3 separate regions of the Zea mays genome follow, and regions 1 and 2 are each linked to region 3. Evidence: chromatin contacts called from public ChIA-PET and Hi-C data. All regions are on one chromosome and are shown on one strand. Each heading gives the region's core, a stretch centred on a gene start, on an enhancer-like site or on the middle of the called end of the contact. The rest is flanking DNA. Distances are from core to core; before and after follow the strand shown.

Region 1 (2,707 bases), core at 45-2,544, 140 kb after region 3:
GACGAGCAATTGTAAATAATTAAACAAAAACACCACAAATGGAACGAGGAACACATATAATTTTCCAGAATCACATCATATATAATTATTTAGAAGCATGGTACATAATGCAATATCAATTTAACTTTCAAAAAAGTGAAGCTAAGTAAATGACCTATATTTTATTGGGCTTGCCGAAATCATGTGTAAATAAAGAATCAAAGTTAGTTATACTCTACTCCAATCCGTCATTTACGCGTTAAGTCGAATATAGACCCATAAGTAAAATTTAACATTCAAACCCACACTTAATATAGCCATCCCTAGTGGTGCAAGGCTAAGGCTATGCGTAGCGGCATCTGCTAGGCGTCCCCTCTTCTAGAACTATTGGTGTATAGAGTTCCTCTATCGCCGCAACGCTCGACGCTACTGCGCCCTCTAGCAGGTACACTAATAGCGCAGTGCATAGACTTTTTCTGGATCTAGCGAGCAGCTGTAGTCCTTCTGCCCTCGGTACGCGCGCGGGGTTGTTTTTTATAGAAGAAAAATAGTAATAAATAATGAATAGTTATGAAAAATAATATTTTATAGTTATAGTGAGGGTATAGATAGAGAATTTAGAGAGAACCGCTACAGAAGGAAGAAAAATAGAAGATGGAATCTAGATGACGTGGCTATATATATAGTGAGGTATAAGGGTTAAAATTTAAGGTATAGCGTTCCAACGCATCCGGCGGCGGAGACAACGAGCCAGATCCGCTCCCCGTCAAAAAAAAAAAAAACGAGCCAGATCCGCTTGCTAGCTGCTGCCCAACCCGCACGACCAGAGTAATTACGAAAGGGAACTATAGCGCTCGCCCACGCACAACGGACAGCGCGGCTGACGGCGACAACCTTTTCGTCTCGCCCCCGTCTCTTATCATGTTTCGGTTTTTGACAGCTTCTGGCCACTAAAAGCTGTTACGGACTGCTAAACACTTAGCTTTTCAGCCATCTTCTATAAAATTTGTTTAGATAAAAACTATTCAAAATCAACATAAACATGTAATTGAGTCGTCACAATAGTAATAATCCATCATTTTATAGATCCTAAGACCCATGAACAATTTTATCTTCCTCCGCACGTAATCTTAATGATACTCAGTTTCTCTACACAGCCAAATTCTCCTCACTCCTCACGTCTAGATTCTCGAAAAAGCCGATCAGAAAAAACTAAACCAAACAGACCATCTGTCGCCCCGTCCCCCTCTCGTGCAGGGACGCCCGTTAGAAATACTCCCACGCGGACGCGCTCGCAGAGTCGCAAGAGAAGAGCCGCATCGCGTCCATTAGGTCCATAGCATCTGGAGGGGACCCGTCTGGCGTCTGTCTGGGACCGGGCTGCCCAGCCGCTCGATCGACGTTTGGCGAGGACGCTGCTCCGGTACTCCGGTTGGTTGGACCGGAGGCGCGGCGATGGGGGCGCTGTCGCGGCCGGAGGAGGTGCTGGCGCTGGTGAAATTGCGGGTGGCAGCGGGGCAGATCAAGCGTCAGATCCCGCCCGAGGAACACTGGGCCTTCGCCTACTCCATGCTCCAGAAGGTCTCCCGCAGCTTCGCCCTCGTCATCCAGCAGCTCGGGCCCGAACTCCGCAATGCCGTCAGTACCAACTCGTTTCGCCTGCCTCCCCTTTTTTCCTCCGTCCCACACGAATTCGCTGGCGCCGCGCCGCCGCCAATTAGAGTCCGATGCGTGGCGCCTATGATTTTGTTCGCTTCGTGCCAACAATTTTGGTGTGCGCGTGTGCGTATGTCCCGTGTGGTGTTTTAATGGCTGTTGTTGCGACTGCGCAGGTGTGCATCTTCTACCTCGTGCTCCGTGCCCTCGACACCGTTGGTCAGTAGTCTCATGCCCTTAAGCTAGTTTCAAGCCTATATATGATGTTTTTGGAATGTTACGAGTGGGGCTGTGATATTTTTTTGAAGGCTGTAGAGGTTCTCATTCGAACAGTAATGAATAAACTATGTTCAATGACCGCAGAGGATGACACTAGCATCCCGACCGAGGTGAAGGTGCCCATCCTCCAGGAATTTTATCGGCACGTCTACAACCGCGACTGGCATTATTCATGTACGGGACCTCTCCTCTGAATATGTGGCTCTAATTCACTAAAAATGGGCCTTGTCATTTTTTTCCAGAAGAGGTAGTGAAGCCTGAATGATGTGTGTCAGTGTGTGTGGCTGGGCCTTACAGGTGGAACAAATCACTACAAAGTGCTGATGGATAAGTTTCACCTCGTATCCACTGCCTTCCTGGAGCTTGGTCAAGGGTAACTTTTATTTCTTCTCTGACTTTAGTTGCCTTCTTCAGACTTCAGCTAGTCATTACTGTCCTTACTTTGATAATTTGACAACTTGAGGTTTCATATATAGATTGTTTTCCAAGTCTTGGCTACACTTCAATTCTTCAGCGATCACTTTTTACAAGAAATATCTTACTTTCTAAATATCAAGCTTTCACTGGGTAGTATGATAATATATTGCCTGGTTTTGAAATCGTTCTATCATTATCACGCTGCATGATGGAAGCAAGGAGCCAAGTTTTGATAGTTACACATCGGAGACAATTTGTATGAGGACAATGTTTGTTTTTATACTTTTACTAGCAAATGTGCCGTTCCCTAAATTAAACCCAATGCATAATGATGTATTGTCCAATGCTGATGCTGTATCTAAATTATCCATTTCAG
Region 2 (2,700 bases), core at 188-2,687, 240 kb after region 3:
TTGACCATCTATACCTCCGCACGATAATTATGGTCTTCACCTCAGTTACCACCACCTCGTTCGCCATTCCTACTTCTTTTCTCTCTCCCCTCATGCCTCCACCTCCGTGCCATCCTATTCTCGGCAGAGGGCGTAAGAGCAAGCACCTCCTCCCCGTATTCGTCTGACACCAACCCCGACACCGACTCGCGCAGTGATTATTGCATGTCCATGAGGACGTTTCACATCATGCGTGCACCATCGTGTTCGCCATCATCGAACATCCCGTTCGTCTTCCCGGCCTTCGCCATGTTCTTCCTCCACAACCTGCTGCCCCGCCCACGGTCGCAGTCGCGAGTCGACTGACGCTCGTCGACGCGGGTACGGGGCGAGTCGGTCATGCTCCTGGCCTTTTTCTATGTGTGTCGTTGAGGAGGATATGGTGGCGCCTGCCACACTTAGGTTATCTTAGCGACAAGGAGTCTAGGTCTGAGATATTGGACAAGTAAGGGTCGTAGCGTGGCAGCAGTCGACATATGCTACGGAGTTGGTGGTGTTATTGTGTCGCTTCGGCGAGTCCAGGGCTGAAAGGACACTCGCATTCTCTCGCCCTTCTCGGACTGACGCCTGGTGCGGGTGCCTCTTGGTCTGGAGCTGCTCCGGCTGGGCTTCTTTCTTCGCCTGCGTGCTCTCTCCCTATATATCTAGTTGTATACTACCTATGTCGCCTCTAGATGCCTAGGTTTTCGTCATGTCCTTCTCCGGCAACAAACATGTATGCCCGCCTCTTTCCTTCCCCATTGCTCTACGAAACCTTGGAAGTGGGGGAGACAAAGGATGTGTGTCTCTAATTTGTTGTCTATGGTACCTGTGTGTTCATAAAAAATATTATACGAAGAGTGAAGACAATCAATAAAAATCTTAAGATTTTTTTATGGATAATTTATGTGGGTATTATTGTGAGCCGTTGCAATACACGGTAACCGACTAGTGAGTTGTAACGCAAGTGCTTTATTCTCATATATTATGGTTCTAATCCCAATAGACGTGCCTTTTTTTGTATATTTTTCTGAGAAACTTTAGCGACACTTTGAGAACACCTCAAACCAACTATATTTTTGACTCGGTTTTATATCCATTTAAACTGAACAGTATATATATTTTTGCTGTACAACATTTATCCTAAGGTTTTTCACGTCCCGTAGCTCACAATAACCTTTTTTTTAAATCTCACGGCTGGACCATAAAATAAATAAACGTTATTTTAGTTTGTTTTTTACAAACTGCCCATTCTTCTTCCAGCTACGAGTCTACGACCAGTTCGGCAGCACGGCGAGCATCCCGTCCGACCATCCGCTCGCTCCTCAGAGCTAGCCTCCAAACTCGCAATTATATAACTACCGTCCCTTGCAACTTTCCAGACCTTTTGCCCCCCTGCTTCCTCCGCCTGCACCCTCTCACGAGCGCCCGCCCGCCCAGATCTAGGGTTCCATCCGCGGGCAAGATGAGCAGCCCCCATGGCGGCCTCGACGACCAGATCGAGCGGCTCATGCAGTGCAAGCCGCTCGCTGAGCCCGAGGTAACGCCTTCTCCGTCGCCCTCTTCTCGGTTCGAGGTGCCTTTTCACCAGATCTGGCGGAATTGCGGGGCCGGGGACGGGTCCCGGGGAGATCGGGTTTCCGGACGCTCTTTGATGCTGGTTGGCGCGGAAATGGCTGGCGGGAGCGTTTGGTTTGCTCGGGCGGGTGCTGGGCCTCGGCGTTTGGAAGCTGGGGATTCTGCTCTTTTTTTTAGGCTGAAGAAACTTGATAAAAACAGAATTTTTAGCCTCCTCTGGCGTTTCGACGTTGAGTTAATTTCTCTGCGTCAACTGAAAACAATTGTATCTTCTCATTTCACCATGATTTTTGGTAGCCACATAACTTTTTTTCTCCCCTTATTTTATCCTAAAAGGATAATGCTAGGGGGCCTAGACCTGCTTCGATGTGTACAAATCCTACCCTGTGATTAATGGATCTGTTGAATTAATATCCACATTTGATTTGATCTGTTGGGAAGGGAGGTTTTGATCCATTGCAATTTATGGTACAGGTAAGGGCTCTGTGTGAGAAGGCAAAGGAGATTCTGATGGAGGAAAGCAATGTTCAGGTTCGTTGTTTGCTTAAAATTATCAGCAACTTCATTTTATGAATTGAGATATTGTCTTGTTTGGATTCGCTTAACATTTCTTCATGTCTACCGTAAGTTTTGACCTGACCCAGTTAGCAATAAAAAATGCTTCAAGTCCCCAGCTGACACTCCATGCCACCTTGCACAAGTTAAATTTGTGTTTGCTAACTAAATGCGTGAATTTATGACACCTTATACTGCATCTTCATTCCCACACATCATCTTCAAGGTTCCTGAACCCACCTTTTTTGAAGTTTTTTTAATAAAAAAACGTAGTGGTGATGGGAAAGAAACACCCTCTGAACCTTGCAAACCGTATAGCTTTAACCAACATTTAAATACCATAAGATAAGATGGACGCTTTCGGACAATTTATGCCGTTTAGATGCTGGATTCACAGATGCAGCTCTTATTTTGGTCATGTTATTTGACTTAAGACGATTTGTTTTGTCATCATTGTTGCAGCCTGTAAAGAGTCCTGTTACTATATGCGGTGATATTCATGGACAATTTCATGATCTTGCTGAACTCTTCCGAATTGGTGGAAAGGTA
Region 3 (2,700 bases), core at 38-2,537:
CCCATCTCCATCCTCCTCTCTTTTCTCCTTCGCTCTTTGAACCATATACGGACCTGACTGTAAGTCAAACCAACACAGGTTGCATACTCACCCATTTCCTCTGGCTTTGGATACTGTACATCTGGATAGAAAGATATATCAGCAACAATGAAGTGTATACCAAAGCCAGAGGAAAAGGCTTCAAACCATTAGCTTATAATTACCAGAGTAAAACTTCTCCAGCCTCTGAATTTGCTGGGGAGATTTTTTTGCCCCTGCATTATCCCTTTTTGCTCCAAAACCATTGGTCACCATCTGAGAAAAGTCCAAATTATGCACAAGGTAAGCAAAGCTACCCAGAACCCTAACTCCAGCCCAAAACAACTCTGTAACTCAGTGTTAAGAGCTAAAATTGTAAGAAACACCGCCGATACAAAATGGTTGGAACTCCTCAGCAAGTACTGCTACATGCAAACCCTTTTTGACAAGTGAATGGATAGCAATATCATGGCCCAGTGACCAGTATCAATGTGGTTCGTCCAAAACGTATCTGATTCAACAAAAAGATTATTGATTTCCACCCCCTTCCCGGATGAAATTATAAATCAAACCTGGATAGTTACAACTATATTACCCCACAATTGCAACAATCATAGTTCAAAACACAATACCGCACACTAATTGCCTCGTTTGGCACAAACAAATAAGACCAATTCGAACACAGAACACCCCCACAAAATGCGCTATAAAAGAATGAGCGGAAATAGGAGGCATCGTCATCACTGCTGCCCCCAAAATCATGATCCTAAAACCCCACGCGCTCCGGACCTCAGAACCCAACCGCAAATAGGAGGTCGGGCGCCTCAGCCCTCAGTGCTCACACGGTCACACCACATCCCCCTACGCTGATCACCCCACGCCCCCACATAGCCTCGCGCCCTCGAACCAAACCGCATCCCGACGGGCCAGCTGATGATGGATCAGAGAAGCACGTGACGTACCTGGTCGCGAGGCATGGCGGCGGGTGTTTTCAGCAGACGGGCGCCATGGGCGTTGCCGCGTTGGTGAGTGGGAGGGGCGCGGCGGCTGCAGCGAGCGGGTGATGGCAGGCTGGTCGGCGAATTAGCGGGCGGGTGTGTTAGACCGTGGGGGGCGGCGGAGGGACCAAAACACTACTGCGGCCATTTCTGCTATTCGTGGCTGAGCTGCACTTTTTCGGCCCTAAAACCCTCGGAGACGAGGAGAGGTTTGGGCCGGGACGATGGGAAGTATCAAAATATCTATGTGGTCATTTTGCTGATCCGTCCTTAAAGATCACTCTATTTATGGAATACTTGTTTTCTTTGAGAGCCCATTCCTAGTTGGGTCATATGGTTTTGGTGAATATTTATTTGTCCACGCCTATGTAGCATGTTGTAACATTCCAAAATCGTATCTTGGTGAATTAAAAAAAATTCCTTAAATATTTAAAATTGCAAGCGTATTCTAACAAAGTTATAAATTGAGATTATCTTTCTAAAAAGTTAATAAATAGTAAATATAAAATGTTGGTTATATATTTAAACTATAATAAATAGGATAGTAAGTTATACTATATAAATTACTTCTATTGGGTTATATATAACTATGTGAATTCTATGTTTATTAAATTTCATGCATACAAATATTTATTTGAGCAAAGTAAATAAGGAGTAAATAAATGTAAAATATTTGCATTCATGTTGGTGTTTTGGTTGTGCATATAAATATTGTATGCTGATATGGAGTGGGGTCATGTGCATAGACCTGATCCAATGCTCTATGACAAGTCAGAATGGCTACCTACCAGGTCAGGGGACAAAGAGTCTGGTGTGCATCGGACCATGCGCACGCAGACATAACACTTTTTAGCAACTTCTTTCAACAACTATTTGAGTTGTTGGGGACTATACACACCCCCAACCAGCACATTAAAGACACAAGAGCTACACCAAACAACCATACAACTAGTGCAATAACTCCTACGCTTCTAAAGCTTCATAAGAGCGCATCCGATCGATTTGAGTAACTAAAGACTTAGTGCTTGTGTTCATTTGAGTATTGCAGACTCTTTTGCTCTTGGTTTGGGTTTTCATTCGTACTCTCACCCCATTCTTATTTTTGTAAAGCAAAGCAAGAGACTTCATTCTTTATGTGGAGGTCCTTGCAGGACTAAGTGTCCTCGATTAAGTGAAAGAAAATTCAACTGGTCTCCATGACCGTTGAGAGAGGGAAATGGTTGAAAGAGACACGTACTTAGTGGACACCTCAATGGGGACGCACATTCTTCGGAACATAACCTCGAGAAACAAATCGTCGTGTTCTTTGCGCTTGATCGTTAACTTGTGATTTGCTTCGTCCTCTCCCCTCTCTTGTTCTCTTGCTTGTGATTGATCTCATATCAATTTAAGTTAGCTTCCAAAGTAATTCGCATTTTATTGAGCAACTTTAGTAAGAAGAACACCTATCTCTCACTCCAATTGACTTTATACTATTTCTAACAATAACCCGGGTCAAAGTTGGTGTTTAAGTGTGTAAATTTCAGGTTTCACCTATTCACCCTCTCTAGGCGACTTTCAAGAGTGCAATCCACATAGTGAATAATCTTGTTGAATATAGCCACACTAAGCACATAGACATCCGACATCACTTCTTGAGAGACCACCAACAAAGGGGAGATTAGAGATGTCAATGGGTAAAAAC

Evidence for each region. A called contact is a pair of places that touch in the nucleus more often than the background predicts. ChIA-PET counts read pairs in DNA pulled down with a chosen protein or histone mark.
Region 1: an H3K4me3 ChIA-PET map of seedling shows a contact between it and region 3, with 8 times the contacts expected there. The contact joins the promoter of LOC100191601 here to the promoter of LOC103644204 in region 3. A contact is called at or near these places in 9 of 25 Hi-C or Micro-C datasets (bundle sheath, ear, endosperm and 3 more) and 2 of 3 datasets of contacts at active chromatin or transcription factors (leaf and seedling).
Region 2: a contact with region 3 is called in a Hi-C map of endosperm, with 2.8 times the contacts expected there. The contact joins the promoter of LOC100381284 here to the promoter of LOC103644204 in region 3. A contact is called at or near these places in 9 of 25 Hi-C or Micro-C datasets (ear, endosperm, leaf and 3 more) and 1 of 3 datasets of contacts at active chromatin or transcription factors (leaf).

What each region holds. Positions count from the first base shown.
Region 1 is chr1:297,021,688-297,024,394 of Zm-B73-REFERENCE-NAM-5.0, forward strand. It overlaps LOC100191601, which reads left to right and starts at 1,295. Exons shown (of 14, transcript NM_001137030.3): 1 at 1,295-1,617; 2 at 1,812-1,854; 3 at 1,999-2,088; 4 at 2,212-2,287. The coding sequence starts at 1,435.
Region 2 is chr1:297,123,305-297,126,004 of Zm-B73-REFERENCE-NAM-5.0, forward strand. LOC100381284 (putative serine/threonine protein phosphatase superfamily protein) reads left to right here and starts at 1,438. Exons shown (of 11, transcript NM_001174183.1): 1 at 1,438-1,558; 2 at 2,071-2,127; 3 at 2,614-2,697. The coding sequence starts at 1,484.
Region 3 is chr1:296,885,938-296,888,637 of Zm-B73-REFERENCE-NAM-5.0, forward strand. It overlaps LOC103644204 (homeobox-DDT domain protein RLT3), which reads right to left and starts at 1,288. Exons shown (of 18, transcript XM_008667401.2): 1 at 981-1,288; 2 at 204-294; 3 at 1-121. The coding sequence starts at 995.